Linked DNA regions of Zea mays: region 1 is linked to region 2. The links are chromatin contacts, called in public Hi-C maps. All regions are on one chromosome and are shown on one strand. Each heading gives the region's core, a stretch centred on a gene start, on an enhancer-like site or on the middle of the called end of the contact. The rest is flanking DNA. Distances are from core to core; before and after follow the strand shown. Region 1 holds the start of LOC100281244. Region 2 holds the start of LOC100147737.

Region 1 (6,174 bases), core at 1,684-4,183, 240 kb after region 2:
CTTCTAGTATAAGGTAGTGTGAACATTCTTTTGCTTAAGTTCGGGAAGACACTCTTAAGGTGTAGTATTTGAAAATAAATTTTGTTTGAGATTGCAAAGTTTTTGATGTTAAAAAACTATATTTTTTTAACATATTAAGCAATGGCCGGTGTATATGTAAAAGAATCTTACCTTTAGTAATTAGAGAATCCAAAGGAGGTTCCATGTTAATCCTTACGATACACGTTAAGAAGAAGAAGATACATTCTAAAACTTTTTATGATAATAAAAAAACATATAATATAAGCTTTAATCTAGTCGACTATATCAATCATTCATAATAATAGCCACCCTGTCATTAAAAAATAAACTAAGCTTCAAATTTGTATCTTAATTACCCACTACGTTAATATAAAATATAACTAAAATAACCTTGTAATTTATACACAAATAGGAACCTCTATTGTTATGAAAGATAATTTAAAATAATATCATAAGTTTGTATATATATAGACTAATAACATTTGCCATAATAAAATATAGTTCATAGTAAAAGCTCAATTTGCATCTAAATAATTGCACATATATGTTATAGAAGATAATAACACTATGCATCACCATGTAGATCAAGTCTATGTATATAAATAATGCTAATGGAAGCTTATCATGGAAAATAATTCAATAACCAGAGAAGTAGGTATATACTCTTAAATTACTTACTTCTACTACTAGTAAATTAAAACTAATAATAACGCTATACATCACCATGTAGATCAAGTAAATATGCATGCATCAGAAAGATATGTTTACTTGATAGTTTATCAATCGTGGAAAAATATTATCTTGGAAAACCACACATCAATGACACTGATAATTCAATTCAAATTATAGAAAATTAGAAAGAAAAAAAGAGAAGTGGGAGAGGTAAGTGTAAACCAAAGGTAACAAAGACATTCATGGTCTTTGAGTTTTTTTTTAAAAAATACGTAGTGATAAATATAATATTGTCTTAAGGTTAGCTTCACTTCTCTGTCCAAGATCTTACTTACCACTGATCTAGAGTGATACGATAAGATTTAAATGTGCACTTTTGATATCATAGTACTTAAGAGTTTATTGTACAAACTAAAATATTAATTTTATAAATACAAAACGTGTTAATAAAGTTAAAATAAGCACAATAGTTTCATTAACTCTAAGCATAAAAAATGTGTAGCAATTGATATAAATTTTTAAAATCAAAACCTAGATTCATAATGTAATAAAATTATCTCTTAAGATACTAACCCAGGTGGCTATAAAATATAAACATACATATCACATAGTCTATTTTATTTCTTCTCTTAAACATATGTATATACATATATATATATATATATATATATATATATATATATATATATATATATATATATATATATATATATATATATATGCTAGTTTGGTGGATTTCAATTTAGACGGTGATAGACAGCTTATGAAACAATTAATAAAGTTGCAGTTTCCTATTGCGAGCAGTTTGGATCCATGTATTAAACTTTAGTGGTACTAAAGTTTAGCACTTTACTTCTGTTTGGACAGTAGGAGGGGCAGAGATTGTTAATGGGTCAGGGAAGACCACCTTTTGCACAATTTAACGTCAAAGGAAGAGCTAGTGTTAATGGTTGCTAAACTTTATCACTACTCTTTTAGTATGCCTATTTGATTTCATATGTGCCAAAATTTAGTAAAAAAAATGTTGTGCTAAACTTTAGCACTATGAAAATAGACAAGACCTAAGTTTATTACATAGACATATTAATGTTCTTCAACCGCAAAAAAAAACATGTGTATATTCACATTTATTTTGCATCCACGAGCGCCATGCATCAGAATATGTGCCCTGGTATTCTCTCCATCACCCTATCAGCCACGGCGCTCGCCAGCTTCTCGACGAACTCGGAATCATTCGTGAGCAAATTCACGAGCTCGTCCACCAGAGCCTTCCGAAACTCAGGCGTCACAATAATCTCCCCGACGGCCGCCCCGGCATTCGAATCCGCCGGCGGCCGTTGGTCCGCGGCCAGGCCAATGGTGATCTTTTTCCGGCCCGACGAATCGATGGAGATGATCGAGCGCGGCAGTGACGACCCGGCCTGGTGCAGGCTCGTCGACGCGTCAGTGACGACATATTCGCTCTGGGCACGTTGCTCATGGTTGTGCTCGCCCTCGTACGTCGCCACAAGCATCAGATTGTCGTCTGCGCTTCTCTGCACCTGCGGCGGCGTACGCCGTTTTACAGCATTAGAAAAAAGAAGAACAGAAGGGAAAAAAAAAAGCTGTTGGAGCTCCGATCGCGTAAGCCTTTTCACCTTCTTCTTGACGGGGCAGGAGGGCGCGTACGCGCAGCGGAAGTAGGATCTCGGATACGGGTTGTCCCGCGTCACCTTCTGGCCGTACTTGCGCCACTGGTAGCAGTCCCTGAGGTGGTTGGCGTCGGCGTCCGACGGCTCGGCGCGCGCGCACACCGTCCGGACCTTGGGCCGCGGCGGCTCCGCGGCGGCCACCGCATTGCCCCGGGACGGCGACGACGTGGCGAGCGCTCGCGGGGTGGAGCGGTCGGCGAGTATGGCGTCCAGCGCGGCGGCCAGCCTCCGGTTCTCCTCGCTCACCCGCCTCAGCTTGTCCTCGAGACTCTCCGGCTGTCGATCAAGCAAGCAAGAGGATGAGCAACGAACAGCTGGTATGCAAGCAAGATAAACCCCCAAGCCACTAGTGCCAGTGAGTGACCAGCTGGCGGCGGCGATCGATCACTCAGTGTGGACTGACCAGCGGCTCCGGCGGTGGGCCGAAGAGGGGCAGAAGCGCGGCGCTGAGGGTGGGGGGCGACGAGCACTCGCCGTTACTGTCCATGGCCGCATCTATCAGCGCCACGGCGGCGCCACGTGTTGTTGTTAAGTACTACTACTACGTAACAATTGTAATAGCAGAGCTAAGCTACGATGTTATAGAGCTTGGAGACTGGGGAGCCGGCCGGCTCTAGCTTGGCGACTTGACCTTTGCTTTGGGCAGTTGGGCCTCGCCACATCCGTGCTGCGTCACTTCCTGACGTGCTCCCGCTAGCGTCACAACTCACAAGTTTTCCGGTGGAGTCAAGTCGTAGCTTATCAAACTGGGGCTTCTGTCTTTCGGAGCCGGATCGCGCGAAATGAGACAAATGGTCCCCGAGAACGACGGGTTATTACTGACTCCTATGCTGATGACGAGGTACTCCGCCGGTCCCCCTGACGTATTCAGAGTAACGTCATCTAAACTAGCCGCAACCATGGATGCGGCAAACGATGATGAATTAAGCACGTACGCCAGCCAGCAAAGTGGTTCCATGCCCCCCCCCCCTCGCTCTCTCTCATGATATAATCCGAGCCGTTGCGTACACACCAAACCTAACTTAGGGCCCTTTTTTTTTTGCTTATTTTCAGCTTCTCCCCCCCCCCCCCCCTCCCCGCCCCTCCAAGAGTTTTTTACCCCGCTTTTGCGAGTATCGTTTTGGTGAAAGCTGTTCAAATTCAACGTGAACACAAAATCGGACGAGTCGTCACAAAAGTAGAAATCCGTCACTTTCTAGATTCTAAACCTAATGGATACTTTCACCTTCCTCCGCATATAATCTCCACAATGCTCAGATTCCCTCACGGCTGGATTCTCAGAAAAACTTGTCAGGAAAAAGTTGAAGCAAACATGAAACTCAATCCCCTTCAGTATTGAAGGAGATTGAGTGAAAAAATAGTTCATCTCTACCTCAATCCCCTCCAATTCAGAAGAGGATTTGAGTTTCCAAGCTAGCCCTGAGTGTGCGGTAAATGAGCGGTCGCTCTAGGCCCGCAACTTCATAGGGTCCGCTCCTAGTCTCTACTCCTATAAAGCACCAGTTTCTCTGGTTTCAATCGTCGACCTTTTTTCAAAAAAAACTTTTTGTACTTTTTCTAATCTAAACTGTGGTCCAACTTATCCCCCTCAACAGCAGCGTGGTGTAATTCTTACGCCTAGAATATCGGTCGTACATGCACATGTAAGGATAATTCTCACTACACCATGGTTTAGTTTTAGCGACCCTTATTAAGCACCAACAGTTAGTTGCTAAATTTTAGAGACTAACGTTTGTAGGTCGGTTGTGTTGAATAACTACGTTACCGCGGATCACCAGATCCACTCCATTCCCTCCCATCAACAGATTAGGCGCGAGCAGTAGTAGAAGCATGTTTCCTTCCCCAGCAACCCACACACAGAGAGGGAAACACACGAGACACATGATATAGGTGTTGGGCCTATGGACTCTTTCTCTTTTCTATTCTATATGAGGGGGTACATGCTCTATATATAGAGACGTGATACCCCTCAGTGGTATATTCGTTATTTGCCTACATAACCCTTCGTTAGGGTTTCTTAACACTCCCCCTTGGGCGAATACCACGACCAACACATGCCTCATTAAAACTCTCAAAAAGCCCAGTGGGAAAAATATGGAGAAAGAGTGCATGGTGTCGCAAATTGCAACTGAACTTTGTTGCCTCGTTAAAAACCTTTTGTGAGAAACTTCAGGAAAACTCACCAAGGGAAAAAGAGTATAACAACTATCATCAAGACATATTTTGATCTTCTAGATCTAGATTCCATATGATCTTATATATGGGCTAACTTTAGAAATGTGCTCCCCCTAGTCCTTGCAAAACTGTCTTAGTATGGCAAAATACCTTCTTCTAAAAGTATATGCACATAGAGATTTAGCAAAAGGAATACATATTGTTGCAAGGATTATCTCAGAAACTTCACCTCAACTCACTTTTAGAATATACGAGTTAAGTGCAAGTATCAACATAAATAAGCCACTTTGACTGGTCGTGTTCGATCGACTAGATCTATATGATAGAAACTTTTATAAAGGTTCATAGATTGATCATGAAGCCAACTCCTTCAAGGCATACAATATGATATTCAATGTCTCACAATTGTGATCAATATTAAGCATTCACTCCTATTGGTCCTTGTTCTCGGATGTTAAATACCAAGAACAGAACAACACAATTGTTAACGATTAGAGACCTTGTCCTTCAAAGCATTATCTCCCTTAGGATATAAGGATCTTCAAACGAAGGTCATGGAGGACATACCTTCATCATTTCAGTAAGCAGGAATGTAAACAGAGACATATGAAACACAAAGGGAATATGAATAATTATTTCAAACCAATAGACTATTTATATTCTTATTTTGTATAAACATGAATAAACATCAATGATATTTATATTACATTTGTATCTTCGGCTTGACAGAAGGTGAAAAAGCGAGAGTAACGCGAGAGTGATTACAAGTCAGCGTAAACAGTACAGGGTCTATTTATAGGCACGGGACACAGCCCAGACAAAATTACATCCATGACCCTGATGGCTGATTACAATTACAATACAAATTATCAAGGGCTATACAGTCTTTTCCTCTTTAAGTCGGTAACGCCCTCCGTCTTTAGCGTGTCACCATGCCGAAGCTCCTTCAATGGTAGCTTCGGCTTACACCTTCATGTCACACCTGCTTGTGTATCTTTCTACTGAAGGTGTTTTTGCTTAGAGGACCTTCGGCGGAGAAGAAGGCCCCCAACAGTAGCCCCTTCGTGGTGCTAGATCGTTTTTCATAACGAGCTCGATCCGCGAAAAACACGAAGGCTTCAGAATGTCGAAGGCCCGAAAAACACCTTCCCTAAGCTCGTTGCAGAGAAACGATTATAATATTCCAGGCGTCGAACGGTCCACCGTTCAACGAGTGCGAGCGACCTGGCGGTTCACCTTCCCCCCTGCAGCACTATATAAACAGACGGGTTGGTGAGGAGTTACCACAACATTCATTGCCATTGCACTGTTGTGCTGTTAAAAAAATTGACCATAGCCGAAGCTTTCTGCATTGCGCTCTCGAGCAAACGCTTCATCGTTGAAGGTTAGCTTCGTCAAAAGGTGAAATCATTGAAATGGCTAGAGTGCGATCAAATGCTAGAGTGTCTCGCGAGGGAGACGAAGTTGACGTAACCGAGACAACACCAATTTCAGAGGTGATGAGGCAATCAGGTCTTGTTGTGCTAGAAGGGCCTATTGTCGAAGGTGCTTCCAATGCCGAAGCTGAACAAGCTGTGGTTGAGGGTGAGAATGATGATGAGAGTGGAGAAGACTA
Region 2 (5,851 bases), core at 1,521-4,020:
TGCCAAATTTTTTCCTTTCCGAAACTGAGATGAATATTATATTAATCAATATTTTTTGGTTGATCATGTTTATTTGTCGGCATGAGATATATTGTATTTGTTGAAGTGACTGTGTTCAGTTTAGATATGATTTCAAATGGCTACGTAATTTACATTGGATCAAAACATGTATGTATACATTAACTGGTGGTGCAGCTTGTTTTAGAAACAGTGAAATGAAATCCTCCATCGAGAGAGTTTAGTTTCTAAATTTAAGGGATATTTGGTTACTAAAGTTTAGTCTGTGCTACATTAAATGTTTGAATATTAATTAAAACAAATATCAATTAAGACTATTAAGTATTGGTTTAATTAAATTTAATAAAATTGACTTGTCTTTTAGTCTCCATCTATAACTAGTCTTATAATTAGACTATATTTAATATCCGGAATTATTATTCAAACATTTGACGAGACAAGTATAAAACTTTACTTGGGCTGTATCTAGACCTGTTCAAACCTCTGCTCGGATCGGGTTTGGGCCGGGTCATGATCGGTCGGGTCGTTTGACACAGCTCGTGCCTGACCTGTGCATAGTTGTCGAACCATGTTCGAGGAGAAAAAATGGTTGGCTCGTGGATCGTTTGACACAACCCACACCTGACCCGTGCATAGCCGCCGGGTTGGCACGTGCCCCCCTGTGGGACATGTCGAGACGAGTTTTCAAGCTATGGGTCGAAGGTTTTCGAGTTGGATCAGGTTTTGGGTCAAAAATCATGGTCTGTACCCAACTATGAATTGTTGCGGGTCAAAAATTATGGCTCGAGCTCGCCCGTTATATTGGTCGAGTTGTGTTAGTTGTACCCAACACTCCATCTCTAATTCTAGAGAGATCAAATGTATGCTTTGAAAAGGGATAGTAATAGATCACGATTTAAATGCTTCTTCACTCACTCTCTAATCTGATTCTATACTTAAATTTTATAGTATAAAATTCCCTATTGATAACTAGGCAGATCACATTCAGGTAGGACGCAGTCGCGGTACTTGACAACGGCCTTCTATGGCTCTATGCACATGTGAAATGTACAGTAGTACTAGTGCAGTTCAGATCCTAGCCAGAAGAACAGAAGAAAGAAACTTACAGGTACACCTATAATAAATTTGAGGGAGATTGGCTCTAATCTAATCTAAGTAAGAGCTAGTTTAGAAGCTTTATTTTTCTAAGGGATTTCTGTTTTCTAAAAAGAACATAAACTAAATTTCTTTAGAAAAATAGAAATCACATGGAAAAATGTGATTCCTAAACTAACCCTAAGTCTTAGTTTAGAAACTCTATTTTTCAAAGGAATTTCTATTTTCTTAAAAAAATTTATTTATTTTTCTTTGAGATAATAAAAATCCCTTAAAAATAGAGTTTTCGAGCTACCCCTAAACGTAAAGCGGTTTTTTGTTTCCTGACGATGAAAGAACTGCTGCTCTTTGAAGACGGGCGCTCTGATATCTGTAATAAGCACTGAAAGCAGGTGGGGCGCTAGACACTAGTACTCCGGCAGCTGCTGCAGGATCGCGGCAGCCAGCGCGTCGGTGAACTTGGGATCCTTGGTGAGCGAGCGCGCCATCTGCTCCACGAGCGCCGTGCGGAAATCCGGTGACGCGATCTCCTGGCACAGCCTCTTGAGGCCGGGCACCTCGGCGGCGGCATCGAGCCCCCGCACGGCGCCGGCTCCGTTCCTGGTGAGGTCCAGCGTGATGGCCGGGCCGGAGGAGTTGATGGAGGTGGAGCTGGGGAGCTCGCCGGCGCGCGTCGGGCTCGGGTGGTTGTGCTCGCCCTCGTACGTGGCCACCAGCATGGCGCTGTCCTCCGCGCTCCTCTGCACCTGTTCCGAGGAACAGAGTTATTGTATCGACCATTAGCGACAGAGTGAAAGAAGCCGCCGTGAATCGAATCAATGTCAGGCCGGGGATGGACGGATGGTGGGCCAGGAGTCTACCTTCTTCTTGACGGGGCAGGATGGTGCGTATGCGCAGCGGAAGTAGGCTCTCGGGGACGGGTTGTCGCGCGTCACCTTCTGGCCGTACTTGCGCCACTGGTAGCCGTCTTTGACGGTGAGCGTGGTGTCGGAGGGGTCGATCTTGGTGCAGACCCTGGTGAGCTTGATCCGCCTGCACGTGCCCTCGTCGCTGAGGGCGGCGCTCTCGACGGCAGCGTTGGCGTCGCCCGAATTCGACGGCTCCAGGCTGTCCCTGCTCCTCTTCCTGCCGTCGGGACTCCGCCGCGCGGCGACCTGGCTGGCGTACATGTAGGCGATGATCTCGGTGAGACGCCGGTTCTCCTCGCTGACCTGGGTGAGCCTGGCCTCCAGGGTCTTGGCCTGTCATCACACAGCATTGTGGCCACCGATGCCGATAGATTTTCAGGATTTCAGGGACGACGACGACGCCGATAGATTGTGGAAACCGAGCGGCGAGGAAATGGTCGTCGGTCAGTTACCTCGTCCTTCCCGTCAGCGAGGGACGATGTCCGTGGCCCCCAGCAGCCAGTGGCGGGACGGTCGAGTCTCTCAGCGTCAGCTGTCGTTTCCGGGCCGCTCCCCGGCGACGGCGGCGAAAGGCCGACGCTGAGGTCCAAGCAGACCGGGGAGCAGTCACCGCGGCTCCCCGAGTCCATGAGCAGCATCATGACCTGCGTGTGTCTCAGCGTCTGTGTCTCCGCGTAAGCGAGCGTGCAGCTGTAGAGCTCGATTGCTCGAGGGGGACAGGAACAGGATGGGCTCTGCAGGACTCTCGGATCCGAACGGATGCTTTCCACAGGACGGGCATGGTTTAATATATAGGGGGACGGCCGAAGGGGGGAACCCGAACCGCGGGCGCGGCCCAAGCAGGAGGAGGGAAGGGATCGACGGGCGGGGGCCGGGGCGTCGTGAAAATCGTGACGCAACTGAGTGGAAAAAGTGGAGTGCGATGCGAGACCGACGCGCCCGCGCGACGTGACCGTCGGTCGGGATACGAGGAGCCACGCGCGCGGCGCCTGTAGTATCGTGATGACGGAACACAGTGTCACCAATGTGGTCGTCACGGTGCGCGTCATTCTCCTCGCCTCCCCTCCCCTCCCCTCGCGGACTCGCGGTTGACCGCGTCAGGATTGGCGCGTGCGATCAAACGAAACGAAGAGCGCGCGCTAGGTGCCTTCTTCAGCTCTGCTAGTTTTGGGTAATACTCCGTATTAATACAAATACAAATCTGGTGTGTAAGCACGCACGAGCCCGGGTTTACGTCTACACGGGGTTGCGCAAGAAAATGGCGGCTTCGGTTTCGCCTTCCCAATAGCGCATGACGGAGTGGATAGAGCTAAAATGTCCCTTGTGTTCCGTTCGAGATGGATTGCAGTGATTAAATCCGATTTTTTGTTTTTTAATTCTTTTTTCGACAAAAAATAACATTTAGACTACTCGGTGACTTATTTCTAATTTTGTACTCTTAGCTTGGCGTCATATGGCCTAGGCGCCGAGCTCTGACGTGGCGTCGGCGGCCAGGGCTGCCGTGACGCTGACTTGGCTTCCTAGGTCGGTGTCATAGATCTTGTCGCGAGTTAGGTAGTTCTATAAATCAGTCGTTCTGCTAGCCGAGAGTTGCACCCACCTTTTTTCTTAACTTTCTCTCCATTCCAATCTTCTTAAAAAAAAACTAGATTCGAGTTGGAAAATTTTGTATACCAATGTATGGTGTCTCACTGATTCGTTTGTTTTGTATATTGGGTTGTATTTTTCGATTATTACTTTTGATTGTTGCTCCTAGGATATGTAGTTCATATGATGACTACAATTTATTAGATAGTTTGCGAAATACGTTTATACAAAGATCTGTGGTGTTTATAAAATCATTTCTGCTATTTGCATATAGTTGTGTTAATATATAATCGTTTCTTAGATGAAAGACATGTATCGGGAGATGTTGTGGCAGAAGAGAGGTCGTCCTTAGAAGTTATATCCGGATGTATCTAGTAAGGATGCTCCTGTGCCTCCTGATCTTTGTGTGCCTAACTGTGATTGTGGCAATACCGGCTTGGGTATTGTCGGCGTTTCGAGACCGGGGGGTCCCTGAGCCGACGAGTGAATGTCGCCGCGTGCCCCAGCCCAGATGGGTCGAGCGCGAGGGCGAGCGCGAAGGGGGGAGAGCGAGACGGCCGGAGACCGGCGTGAGAGAGATGGGAATCCCGCGGCCTTCGTGTTCGTCCCGCGCCCAGGTCGGGTGCGCTTGCAGTAGGGGGTTACAAGCGTCCACGCGGGAGAGGGAGCGAGCGGCTTCAAGCGAGCGCCTGTCTCGTCCTCGTCCCCGCGCGGCCAACCCTCTCTAAGAGGGCCCTGGTCCTTCCTTTTATAGGCGTAAGGAGAGGATCCAGGTGTACAATGGGGGGTATAGCAGAGTGCTACGTGTCTAGCGGAGGAGAGCTAGCGCCCTAAGTACATGCCGTCGTGGCAGCCGGAGAGATTTTGGCACCCAGTTGGTGTGATGTCGTGGCTGTCGGAGGAGTGCTGGAGCCTGGCGGAGGGACAGCTGTCGGAGCGGTTGAGTCCTTGCTGACGTCCTCCTGCTTCCGTAAGGGGGCTGAGAGCCGCCGTCGTCACAGAGTATGCGGGGCGCCATCATTGCCTATCTGGCGGAGCGAGCCAGATGGGACGCCGGTCTTGTTCCCTGCGGCCCGAGTCAGCTCGGGGTAGGGTGATGATGGCGCCTCCTATTGACGTGGTTGGTCTGCGCCCTAGGTTAGGCGACGTGGAAGCTCCTCCGAAGCCGAGGTCGAGTCTGTCTTCCGTGGCCGAGGTCGAGTCCGAGCCCTGGGGTCGGGCGAAGCAGAGTTCGTCGTCTTCTGGGGCTGAGCCCGAGTCCGAGCCCTGGGTCGGGCGGAGCGGAGTTCGTCGTCTTCTGGGGCTGAGCCCGAGTCCGAGCCCTGGGTCGGGCGGAGCGGAGTTCGCCGTCTTCTGGGGCTGAGCCCGAGTCCGAGCCCTGGGTCGGGCGGAGCGGAGTTCGCCGTCTTCCGGGACTTAGCCCGAGTCCGAGCCCTGGGTCGGGCGGAGCGGAGTTCGCCGTCTTCCGGGACTTAGCCCGAGTCCGAGCCCTGGGTCGGGCGGAGCGGAGTTCGCCGTCTTCCGGGACTTAGCCCGAGTCCGAGCCCTGGGTCGGGCGAAGCGGAGCTTCCTATGGTGCCTTCGGCCGGGCCTGACTGCCTGTCAGTCTCACTCTGTCAAGTGGCACCACAGTCGGAGTGGCGCAGGCGGCGCTGTCCTTTTGTCAGGCCGGTCAGTGGAGCGGCGAAGTGACGGCGGTCACTTCGGCTCTGCCGGCTGGGGGCGCGCGTCAGGATAAAGGTGTCAGGCCACCTTTGCATTAAATGCTCCTGCGATTTGGTCGGTCGGTGCGGCGATTTGGTCAGGGTTGCTTCTTGGCGAAGACAGGGCCTCGGGCGAGCCGGAAATATGTTCGCTGCCGGAGGGGGGGCCTCGGGCGAGACGGAAATCCTCCGGGGTCGGTTGCCCTTGTCCGAGGCTAGGCTCGGGCGAGGCGTGATCGAGTCCCTCGAATGGGCTGATCCCTGACTTAATCGCACCCATCAGGCCTTTGCAGCTTTACGCTGATGGGGGTTACCAGCTGAGAATTAGGAGCCTTGAGGGTACCCCTAATTATGGTCCCCGACAGTAGCCCCCGAGCCTCGAAGGGAGTGTTAGCACTCGCTTGGAGGCTTTCGTCGCACTTTTTTGCAAGGGGACCAGCCTTTCTCGGTTGCGTTTTGTTCCGGTGGGTGCGCGCGAGCGCACCCGCCGGGTGTAGCCCCCGAGGCCTCGGAGGAGTGGTTTCACTCCTTCGAGGTCTT

Evidence for each region. A called contact is a pair of places that touch in the nucleus more often than the background predicts.
Region 1: a contact with region 2 is called in a Hi-C map of leaf mesophyll, with 3 times the contacts expected there. The contact joins the promoter of LOC100281244 here to the promoter of LOC100147737 in region 2. A contact is called at or near these places in 4 of 25 Hi-C or Micro-C datasets (bundle sheath, leaf and leaf mesophyll).

The regions. Positions count from the first base shown.
Region 1 is chr7:120,284,123-120,290,296 of Zm-B73-REFERENCE-NAM-5.0, forward strand. It overlaps LOC100281244, which reads right to left and starts at 2,934. Exons shown (of 3, transcript NM_001154163.2): 1 at 2,788-2,934; 2 at 2,331-2,660; 3 at 1,702-2,234. The coding sequence starts at 2,871. The coding sequence ends at 1,848.
Region 2 is chr7:120,041,938-120,047,788 of Zm-B73-REFERENCE-NAM-5.0, forward strand. LOC100147737 reads right to left here and starts at 2,771. Exons shown (of 3, transcript NM_001127251.1): 1 at 2,474-2,771; 2 at 1,974-2,354; 3 at 1,029-1,859. The coding sequence starts at 2,662. The coding sequence ends at 1,521. LOC109940984 (a long non-coding RNA gene) reads left to right here. Exons shown (of 4, transcript XR_002263813.2): 4 at 1-950.